Regions from separate parts of the Bombyx mori genome. Here region 1 is linked to region 2. A link is a contact called in public Hi-C data. All regions are on one chromosome and are shown on one strand. Each heading gives the region's core, a stretch centred on a gene start, on an enhancer-like site or on the middle of the called end of the contact. The rest is flanking DNA. Distances are from core to core; before and after follow the strand shown. Region 1 holds the start of Cyp18a1 (cytochrome P450 18a1). Region 2 has its middle 12 kb from the start of LOC134199536.

Evidence for each region. A called contact is a pair of places that touch in the nucleus more often than the background predicts.
Region 1: a Hi-C map of posterior silk gland shows a contact between it and region 2, with 1.7 times the contacts expected there. The contact joins the promoter of Cyp18a1 here to the enhancer-like site in region 2. A contact is called at or near these places in 3 of 7 Hi-C or Micro-C datasets (posterior silk gland and whole pupa).

What each region holds. Positions count from the first base shown.
Region 1 is chr10:10,410,628-10,415,526 of ASM3026992v2, forward strand. It overlaps Cyp18a1 (cytochrome P450 18a1), which reads right to left and starts at 2,176. Exons shown (of 6, transcript NM_001083609.2): 1 at 1,681-2,176; 2 at 1,347-1,468; 3 at 1,015-1,239; 4 at 480-684; 5 at 125-389; 6 at 1-38. The coding sequence starts at 2,065.
Region 2 is chr10:10,360,896-10,365,667 of ASM3026992v2, forward strand. No RefSeq gene overlaps it. Among protein-coding and RNA genes, the nearest start is that of LOC134199536, 12 kb to the left of the region's middle. Within about 2 kb of position 2,151, at least 5 of the 8 cell types and tissues checked have open chromatin away from gene starts, as enhancers often do.

The DNA of each region.
Region 1 (4,899 bases), core at 926-3,425, 50 kb after region 2:
AACCCGCCGGAATCTTATAGCCGTTGATTTGCACATCCCTAAAACAATAAATTAATAAATAAAAATTGTTTTAAAAGCAACAACAATAATGCTGTTATTATTTTGTAGTTTTTTTGAAGCTTACCTAGTCGGAGAATGTGTGGTTGCCAAAGGAACAATGCTTGATAATCTTAGCGTTTCCAAAATTGTAGTTTCGGTGTATGGAAGACTAGATATGTCGTCAATAGAAGGGAGACGTTCTCGGCCAATGACCGCATCGAGTTCTTCTTGTACACGCCTTTTCACGTCTGGGTTTCGCAACATGAATACTATCATCCACAGAAGCGACGACTTTATGGTTTCCATACCAGCAGAGAAAAGATCTCCAAGTATTTGTTTTAATTGTAATTCTAAAACAGAAAGTAGAGTGTTATTAAATCGGTTTAAGAAGCTTCCAAAGAAAGAGCTAATGAAATGATAATTAATCTATTATAACTTACCATGATCTCTTCCTTCGAAGAGTTCGCCGGCCCTGCCCTCGCTCTTCGCCTTCTCGATTTCAATTAAGTAGACATCGATAAGGTCTCTGGCATTATTGATGTCCAGAGTTTCGCGGTGCTCGTCTATCAATGTTTGATAGAACGCGAACATTTCATCGCGATTTTTTGCGACCTTTTCTTGAGCTAGAGCTTTTCCAGGTAGATACTAAAACAAAATAAATAAATTAACATAAAAAATGTCTATCTATATTTTCGTGGTACTTAGGTTGTGTGATTTATTTTATTGACGAGTTTGGAAATGCTGTTTAACGAACTTGTTTAAATGTGACACAGTAAACGCATTCAAATGTGACACAGTATAAGCTTGTTTCTTGTTCAAGCTTGTTTAAAAAAAAGAAAAATACGTTCGAATTGCTTTAGTGTACATACGACGATTAGCATCGAAAAAGATAAAAAAATAAATCCTGTTTATGACTTTAGGTATTTGTATATTACGTTTTGAAATTTAAAATGAATAGTATGCTTTTAAACTTACATTATACAGAGGAATGTATTCTCCGTAGTGAACTTCTCCGAAAAGTCTCATTCCTTCTTCGATAAGATGATTGAGTCTCTCGAAGCGTACATCGCCGTTACTAAAACGGACCGACATCGTGATACCGCAGATAACGTTGGACACGCACAGCGCAAGGAGAGGATTTACGTCAATAGGTGCGCCTTGCGCTCGATGCAGGCTTACAATCAGCTCGTGGATTTCATTCTAAACAATAAAAATAATACGTTCTAAGTTTTCTTTCGAAGCTTTTTTAGTACGTTCATAAATAGCAACATTTATTTTAGTTTATTTATTAAGCGTATATTACAAACCTTGATTCTATCCTCCATTAGTTTTTTGCCGTTTCCCATGTAAGTCATGCCGAACTCCCGTAGTTTTTCGTGCAAGAACCGTCGTTGATTTTTCCAGAGGCGGCCCTCGCTATTGATGATGCCTGCATAATAAGAGGGAGGTGTTTAGTAGGGTCTACGAGTGTAGGCGGCGCATGCGCACCGGTAGGTCCGACTCGGTAACGCCCACTTTAACATGTGTAACTTTCAGTCTTGTGGATAAAGTTTTATGTTACTTTAAATTATTATACAATTTTTTACTATAGAATTTTTTATTGAAATCTTATGTGAAATTGTTTGAAAATTAAACACTTACCAAGACCATCTAAAGTATGCATTAAGGGAGTGCTGGGACGACCGGTGAATTCTTCGCGTCGGAAGGCTTCTCTGATAATTTTGTAGTCACTCATAACGATGGTCAATTGGTTTCCGAGTCGCGCAGAGAAGAGAGCTCCATAGTTTCTGGCCAATTGAAGGAACGTCTTGTGCCGGACTCCGAGAAAAGGTAGGTAGCCGACGACGGGTGGTCCCCACGGTCCCGGGGGCAACTTGCGAATGTCACGTACTAGCTTCAGGAATTGAGTCAACAACAACGCCGTGCAGGTTACAATGATCAGCATCACCGACGTACGAGATACACAATAGTTCATCACTTGCCAAAGCGCCCACAGAATTTTCGAATTCGTAAGCATAGTTATCATTTTTACTGATTTGTTTTTTTTTTTTTTAAATAAAAATTAACTTTTCGTTCAGACGAAACGAAACATGCGTGCGCGGAACGTAGATCGCGAGCATGCGACGTCAGAACACTGTGATTGTATACCGCGTGCGAGCAACGTTTGCGCACTGGCGCGCCGCTGCCGTGGCCTTGCGAATAAATAGTAGCGAGTCCGTCCCACCGGCGTACAGGATCTCTCAATCGCTTTTCTGCTATTAAGCGCTGTAAATACAATAGTTTACAGCGCTGATATCCACATTTGGTATGGTAGGCAGCGGCTTGAATCTGCCCCTGGCATTGCTGACGTCCGTGAGCGACGGTGACCACTTACCATTAAGTGGGCCGTATGCTCGCCTGCCAACAGAGGCAATAAAAAATTATAAAAAAAATTTGCACGTTATTTAATAATATTATAATAAACGATTGAAACAATAAAATATACATATTATTGCAAACTTTATATTTAAACGTGTATAAAATTGAATCGAAAAGCAACATTGTTTATTTTAAAGGCATAATAAAAGTATTTTACTAATTTGAAATGTATCTTTGGCTCAATTCGGGTTGGATTGATTTATGTTTAATTTTTTTTATAATTGTTAAAAAATTATAGAAGATTAAAACGTTTAAAATAAACTGTTGCAGTAATGTAGATGAATAAAAATTGTGTGGTGTGTATGTAGATTTTGGTTCTATGCGCATTACTCGGTAGCGAGTACGTACGGCTTGCTCCAACTCTACCGAGTAGCGCTACGGGCCGCGTAGCGAACGCTCGTAGAGCTAGATAGAGCTCTTACTGATTGTACCCACTTTATTTCGATAATTTTATGCATTCATGTTTTATATAACATTTAATTAAAAATTTGGCATTCAAAAACTTCGAAAAATAAGATACTAAAAAAACAAAACAAATTATTTGTCTTTTATATAATAGAACATTAGTATTTTGATTACTTGCGAGTCTGGTTTTGAAGGGCATTATTGTGTATGTCAAGAACAAGCTCATGCCGAATTTTAAATGTAAGTTGACTTTGGGTATGGCCTTAAAATTCGTGCGTGTATGTATTGAATGTATGCATTGTAAGCGTTGAATTTAGGAGAGGGGTAGGGATTGGCGAGGTCGCAGATGATAAGATTAACGAATTGCGTAATTGTGCAAGGTGACGGGCGGGTCAACGACATTCTACGCGCTCGACTCTCCGCCACACACTCTGATACTATTATTTAAATCAATCTTACTATAATTGAGTTACAAAACGCAAAACTTATGATTGATTCGCATTTTTTTACATATTAAATTTACTCTATAAATATTACTGTTCTGTATTAATTTAATAGAAAATTTACTGATTTTGCGACAAAAACAATAAAAAACTTTCGTTAGGTACGTATAAGAAACAATAATTAGTTGGTAGCTAAGTGTGAAAATTACGCAGTTACAACTATTTGCTCTTTATATAACATGTTATTATATGTATAAATTTATAAGGAAAATGTTATTAAATAAGGAAATTTCTTTCTAAGGTATCCAGCTTTTCTCGTGTTCTATTGAGAGAAAAAACAAAACCTTCTAGTAGGGGTCCTGAAAATAATCATAAGGGTTCTTCTAAGACTTTATAGGACGTAAAACTATCGACTAAAACAATTAGCTTTAAAAAAAAAAAACATAGACTTCTTGTAATATGTATATATATATATATATATATATATATATGTAATGTTTACTGTATGCACTAGGTTTGTGTTCCTAATTCTTCTTTCCTTTTGCGGGCCTACTGGAAGAGATTTCAGCATGAAATAAGTAGTGCCCTTGTACTCTGTATCCTTATTGACGTGTCTTTTCTAACAGCTGTGTGTACAAAATATATATTAAATAAATAGACTACATTTATGCACATAAACATAAAAGCGAAACCTTTTTCATATCTGAAAAGTAAATGATAACCTTTTTAAGTCGTTCCAATTGTTATTCACGTGGCTGTCGCTTGTTTATTTTCATTTTATTTAATATAAAATACTTTTTTGAACTTTCGCTTGTTCATGTTGGTTGCATTCGTGCGCGCGTCGGTACGGTACTTACTGATTTTTTCATTTATCACGTCACGTCTTAAAAACTAGACCTTTTTCATAATATACATTTAGTGATAGTCGTCACAGGGCTTACCGGTAACATAGAAATATATCATTTTTATTTGTTCAATAATAAACCCGTTAAAAATTTGTTTTTTTACTCAAAGATGAGTCAAAATTTCGGCAGTGATAGTGATAGTGATTCCACAAAATCCACAGTGATAAGCTGTGACTTGACTTTGACCTTGGATATGCAAATATCGAGATTAAATTATTTTGTAGACGTTAAACTATAATGTAATCTTAAATAAATTTTTTTTATTTGAAATTTATATTCACTTAATAAAATTATAAACTAAGTAATTTCCTTTCAAGCATAGTTTTCACAATCGGAGCTTATTTTAGTTCCCAACCAATTGTTGACATTCAAAAAGCTTTCCAGGTCTGTATAGTGGAAAGTAGTCGTCGTGGCCTAAAGGATAAGACGTCCGGTACATTCGCATCGAGCGATGCACCGGTGTTCGAATCCCGCTGGCGGGTACCAATTTTTCTAATGAAATACGTACTCAACAAATGTTCACGATTGACTTCCACGGTGAAGGAATAACATCGTGCAATAAAAATCAAACCCACAAAATTATAATTTGCGTAATTACTGGTGGTAGGACCTCTTGTGAGTCCGCACGGGTAGGTATCACCGCACCGCCTATTTCTGCCGTGAAGCAGTAATGCGTTTCGGTTTGAAGG
Region 2 (4,772 bases), core at 901-3,400:
ATTCAATTGACGACCGTTGCATTATATTTGCGAAGAACATCTTTAAAGTGTGGCCTAACAGGGTCGACGACCCGAGATTGGAGTAGTGGAAATCGCAAATCAGCTGTGACTTGGCTCACGATTTGATTTGATTGTTGTTATGCACTGTGTGTTCGTTAGTATACTGATTTGTGTGCTGCGTCTTCCGGTACCTTATCGTATACGGGTGTGATCCATGTATTTATGGATAACAACCATGATTATTATGATTAAATATAGGTTCCTGGTAGATATTAGTATGAACTTGTAGCTTCAGTAGTCCATACCTACGGATTTATCACCGAGCAGTGAGAGATTAACAATTGGCGCTTGTTTCAATTTCGAAAAGTATTTTGGGCAACGATTGCGACGTCCGTAAAAATATTATAAAGCGAAACATCAAAGTAATTTCTTTTGCTTTGTTATGTGACTTACAATTATAGGCTTACTATGCTGAGGGGAGATATAAATGTTGTAATCTAGTATTGGGCCAGTCCAGTAGACTGCCCACGTGATACAGGGTTGTCGTATTTTCGAGTTGTTGCCGTGGTGTTGGGCAGTATAGGTACTGTAGTCAGACACTAGTTTATGTCCTATGTGAATTACTACAAAACGATTTTTTTGTATTTGTTTTCCTTGGATGGCTGCTCCGACCTTCCGACCGAAATGCATTACTGCTTCACGACCGAAATGAGCAGGGCGACGGTACCTACATATGCGGGCTCATAAGACGCCCTACCACCAGTTATTTCGAAGGATAGATGTTGCGTCAGGGAATGATGATTTATAACAATTGTTACACTATATGGGCTACGTCGTTGCTTTCCATAGTGTTGCACAAGGATCGTAATAATGTGGACCTCTAAGTTTTGTAATAGACTTACAAGCGGGTCCTCGGTGAAGGGCCCATGAAAAAAAATCACGTAACGAGTTTGATAAAATGGCAAAAATTAATACCAACGGTCGTATAAGCTTTTAAATTCTGTTACATCAGATTGTCTTTCAAAATCAATACATGTTGACTTATTTTCAGTGACAGTTAAATCTTGATGTAAAATAAAGTATTCTCTCTCTTTTTCTCTTTCAGATATAACGTGAAAGCCCACTTGGTTGCCCATGTGAATGTCGCCCTCCAGCTCAAGACATGAGGTCCAGGTCTTAATTGTGTTATATCTCGTCTGTTGCCGTCTTCAGACTGGAATGCATAACTGCTTTACGGCTGAAATAGGCAGGATTGTGCTACTTATTGCTACTTAATCAGTGGTCATACAATACGCCGCATGATCACTGAAATGTAGCAGAAGAAAATCTTTGAACGTAATATCATATTATATTTGCCGCTATTCCTTTTTTAACGTATTAAACTCCTATAGGTTGATCTTGTATCCAGTCATGAATGTCTTTAAAAATAAATCAATGAGACAGAATTTGACGAAACGTTTTTTTTTTTTGTTGTTACATGTCGGTATATTACAAAAAAACGGTGGTGTGTCAATAGAGCAAACGCATAATTAATTAGCGATTTAAAGACTATTTGTATACGGTGCGTGTGCTTTAACGCCTAATGGCATGGTCCTCACGTCACGAACGCACATAGCGCTCGACGACAAGTTACGAAAAGAACAAGACGTCGCCGCAGGAATATCAATCGGAATAAATTGGGCGGCACACAAAGGTCGAAGGCAAAATTATTTAAAAAAAATTGCGAAACGCCAACGTAAAAAAAGAGTTGGCACATTGTACGTGCTTACGACGGCACGTTCTCTCTTTTGAAGGTTACTCGACGAAGCTGTGCGTGTACCGTTAAAATAAACTGTCATCATTTAGGACAACTAGTTTAACAATAGTTTATAATGGGCATAACTGTACTGAAACAGTAACGCTTTCCATTGTACTCGACAACGATCTTATCGAAGCTAAGGAGTCATGAATTCTAACACCGATACCGATAAAATAGTTTTAAAAAAAATCATTTTTGAAAAAATGTTTTTGTATTGCATGTTTATTGTCTACGAGCGTAGTCGAATTGTCTACGGTCTACGCATAATACGAACGAAGCTGGCGTGGAAGACGGACGTGTGCGAGCGCTTGCCCTGGGTCGGGTGTCATATTTCTAGAGCATTGACCTATGCAACCTTGTGCGTTGAGCCCGACCGCTCTCCGTGCGCTGACGCAACCGCTTCAGCCCCTTCTCCTCTGACTATAACCATATCGCATAATTATTCTTTAAGGGCACAGCCTGATATTAGCAACAATGAAGAAACTTAATTATAATCCTTATGCACTATAACGTTAGAATTTATCGAATGCTCCTTATATTTGCACAATAGCTGATCTTCATAGCTATCCGGTACATTAACGTGGATTGTTTGGTTAAGGTTTTGTGTGTGCAATATTAATGTTCGCTTGTTCGTTATCGCGTTAATTATCGTCTAGTCGAGGGTTGGAAGACGGTTGAGCGAGTCGGTGGAAAGGCGCGGTGTGGACGGAACGCTAACAAGTCGCGGTCGTCCGCAAATAGTCCGCGAGAGGTGCGAAACGGTCGCGGGGCTACAATTGGCGCCTGCCCCGAGAGCATTGCGAGGTGACGCTTACGTAAACCGCTGACATAACCGAGTCGACGACCGGCGCTTGCGCAAACATCGCCAAACTCGCAACCCCACGCGCCGCGCCTCCCCTCGGCGTCGTCTTGCTCCCACCATCTTGTCAAAATTACCTAATTGTAACCAAAATGCATCAAAAGGACACCGGTCCAACGCCCGAGTTACGACATTGGCTGTTATTAGTGCAACGACCTTCTGCTTAGGCAGGTGATGGAGGTGGTGAACGTTTATTGCACGTTTCGATTAACATTTAGTATGTAAATGAACTTATTTTAATATGGGTATAACTAAAATTTGGTCAACGTACCCACAAAGTCATCTTAAGTGCTCATCTGGGCGCTTAATAGAACCTCGGATAGGTCACAACTAGAATGTTAAAAGCGAAGCTGCGCAAGGTTTTCTGCATATGACTAATTCAAACTTAAAACGACTATTATACGTTTTAATATTGCGTACGCTTCGCGGGCTCCCAATAAAAGTTGGGCGCGAACGAAATTGTGGGCATGTACGTGACGTATATGGTACAGTTATCCTTAGTGAACGAAAGTGAAAACTAAATGTGGGTTCGGTCATCGACCCTAGGCAGGTCGTCGACCGAGCCGAACTGCAAAGGCCGTTTGTGAGTGCTGAGGCCGTGTGTGCGACATTTAGGTGTATTGGACGCGCCCGCGGTTTCATTGCACATCGTTACTTCGATATAAATTATCATTTTTTACTCTGGAAAATAAAAGTAAAAGTTTTTAAAAGTTTTTATAGCGGTAGGCAGCGGCTTGGCTCTGCCCCTGGCATTGCTGAAGTCCATGGGCGACGGTAACCACTCACCATCAGGTGGGTCGTATGCGCGTCTGCCTAAAAGGGCAATAAAAAAAAATCGGCGGCGATTTTGATTTTAGAAATCTCGTTGTCACAAATAAAAGTTTATCATCCAAATTCATCTGATTGCGAATCCCGAACGAACATTGCTGTCTTCATTATTCGGTCAATAAAAATCATTTAGATCCGGTCCTCGCCTTTATTTAGATTTGACTCGGTAATATAGTGAAAGCTACGTTATTAAAATACACCTGTACAATCTCATATAATATGAAAGGAAGCAAAATCAATGCCAATACGGTATCCGCAATTATTCGTTTATTAACTAGATAACATTTAGAGTGTATGTTTTGATACAGACTCAAAATATTTAAAAAAATATATTAAAATCAAACTAGAAACTAAAGATAAAAATAAAAACGTAAACAAACATTGTTACAAATTTGTGGTGATAAAACAATATACATAGCTGGGCCATCATTGTAATTAAATACAAAAGCTTATGTAATAAGTCATTGCACTGTGTGTTCGAATTTGTATCATGTCGTCGGCGACTGTATACAAAAAAAAAACTTTGTTTATTTATTAAGACAGGTGAAAGTATTAGGGGGATTAATTTGCGACTTTTGTTCGCAATTTTTTCGTATCGATAAAATAATTATGTGATATTTAGTTAAAATCATTAAAGGATCTGACATAAAATTAATAATTGTATAGAAAGAATGGGGTATCTGACCTTAACTATTCATTATTACTATTGCCCCATGATCGTGCGAGAAGAAAGAACCATTTTTATTGCTTAGAATGGCTGGACGAGCTCACTGCCCACCTGGTGTTATATGGTTACTGGAGCCCATAGACATCTACAATGTAAATGCGCCATCCACCTTCAGATATAAGTTCTAAGGTCTCAGTATAGTTACAACGGCTACCCCACCCTTCAAACCGAAACGCATTACTGCTTGACAGCAGAAATAGGCGGGGTGGTGGTACCTACACGTGCGAACTCACGAGAGATCCTACCACCAGGTAGATACAGCTTGACCACATAAATTTATTGTGTACTTCATGAATTTTAAGAAAGGTACTGTTTAAAACATAAATGAATGAAAATTGAAGGGACAAACCAGTTTGGGGTAATTACTTCAAGAGTTTTACTGGTGGTAGGATCTCTTGTGAGTCCGCACGGGTAGGTACCACCTCCCCGCCTATTTCAGCCGTGAAACAGTAATGCATTTCGGTTTGAAGGGTGGGGCAGCCGTTGTAACTATACTGAGACCTTAGAACTTATATCTCAAGGTGGGTGGCGCATTTACGTCATAGATGTCTATGGGCTTC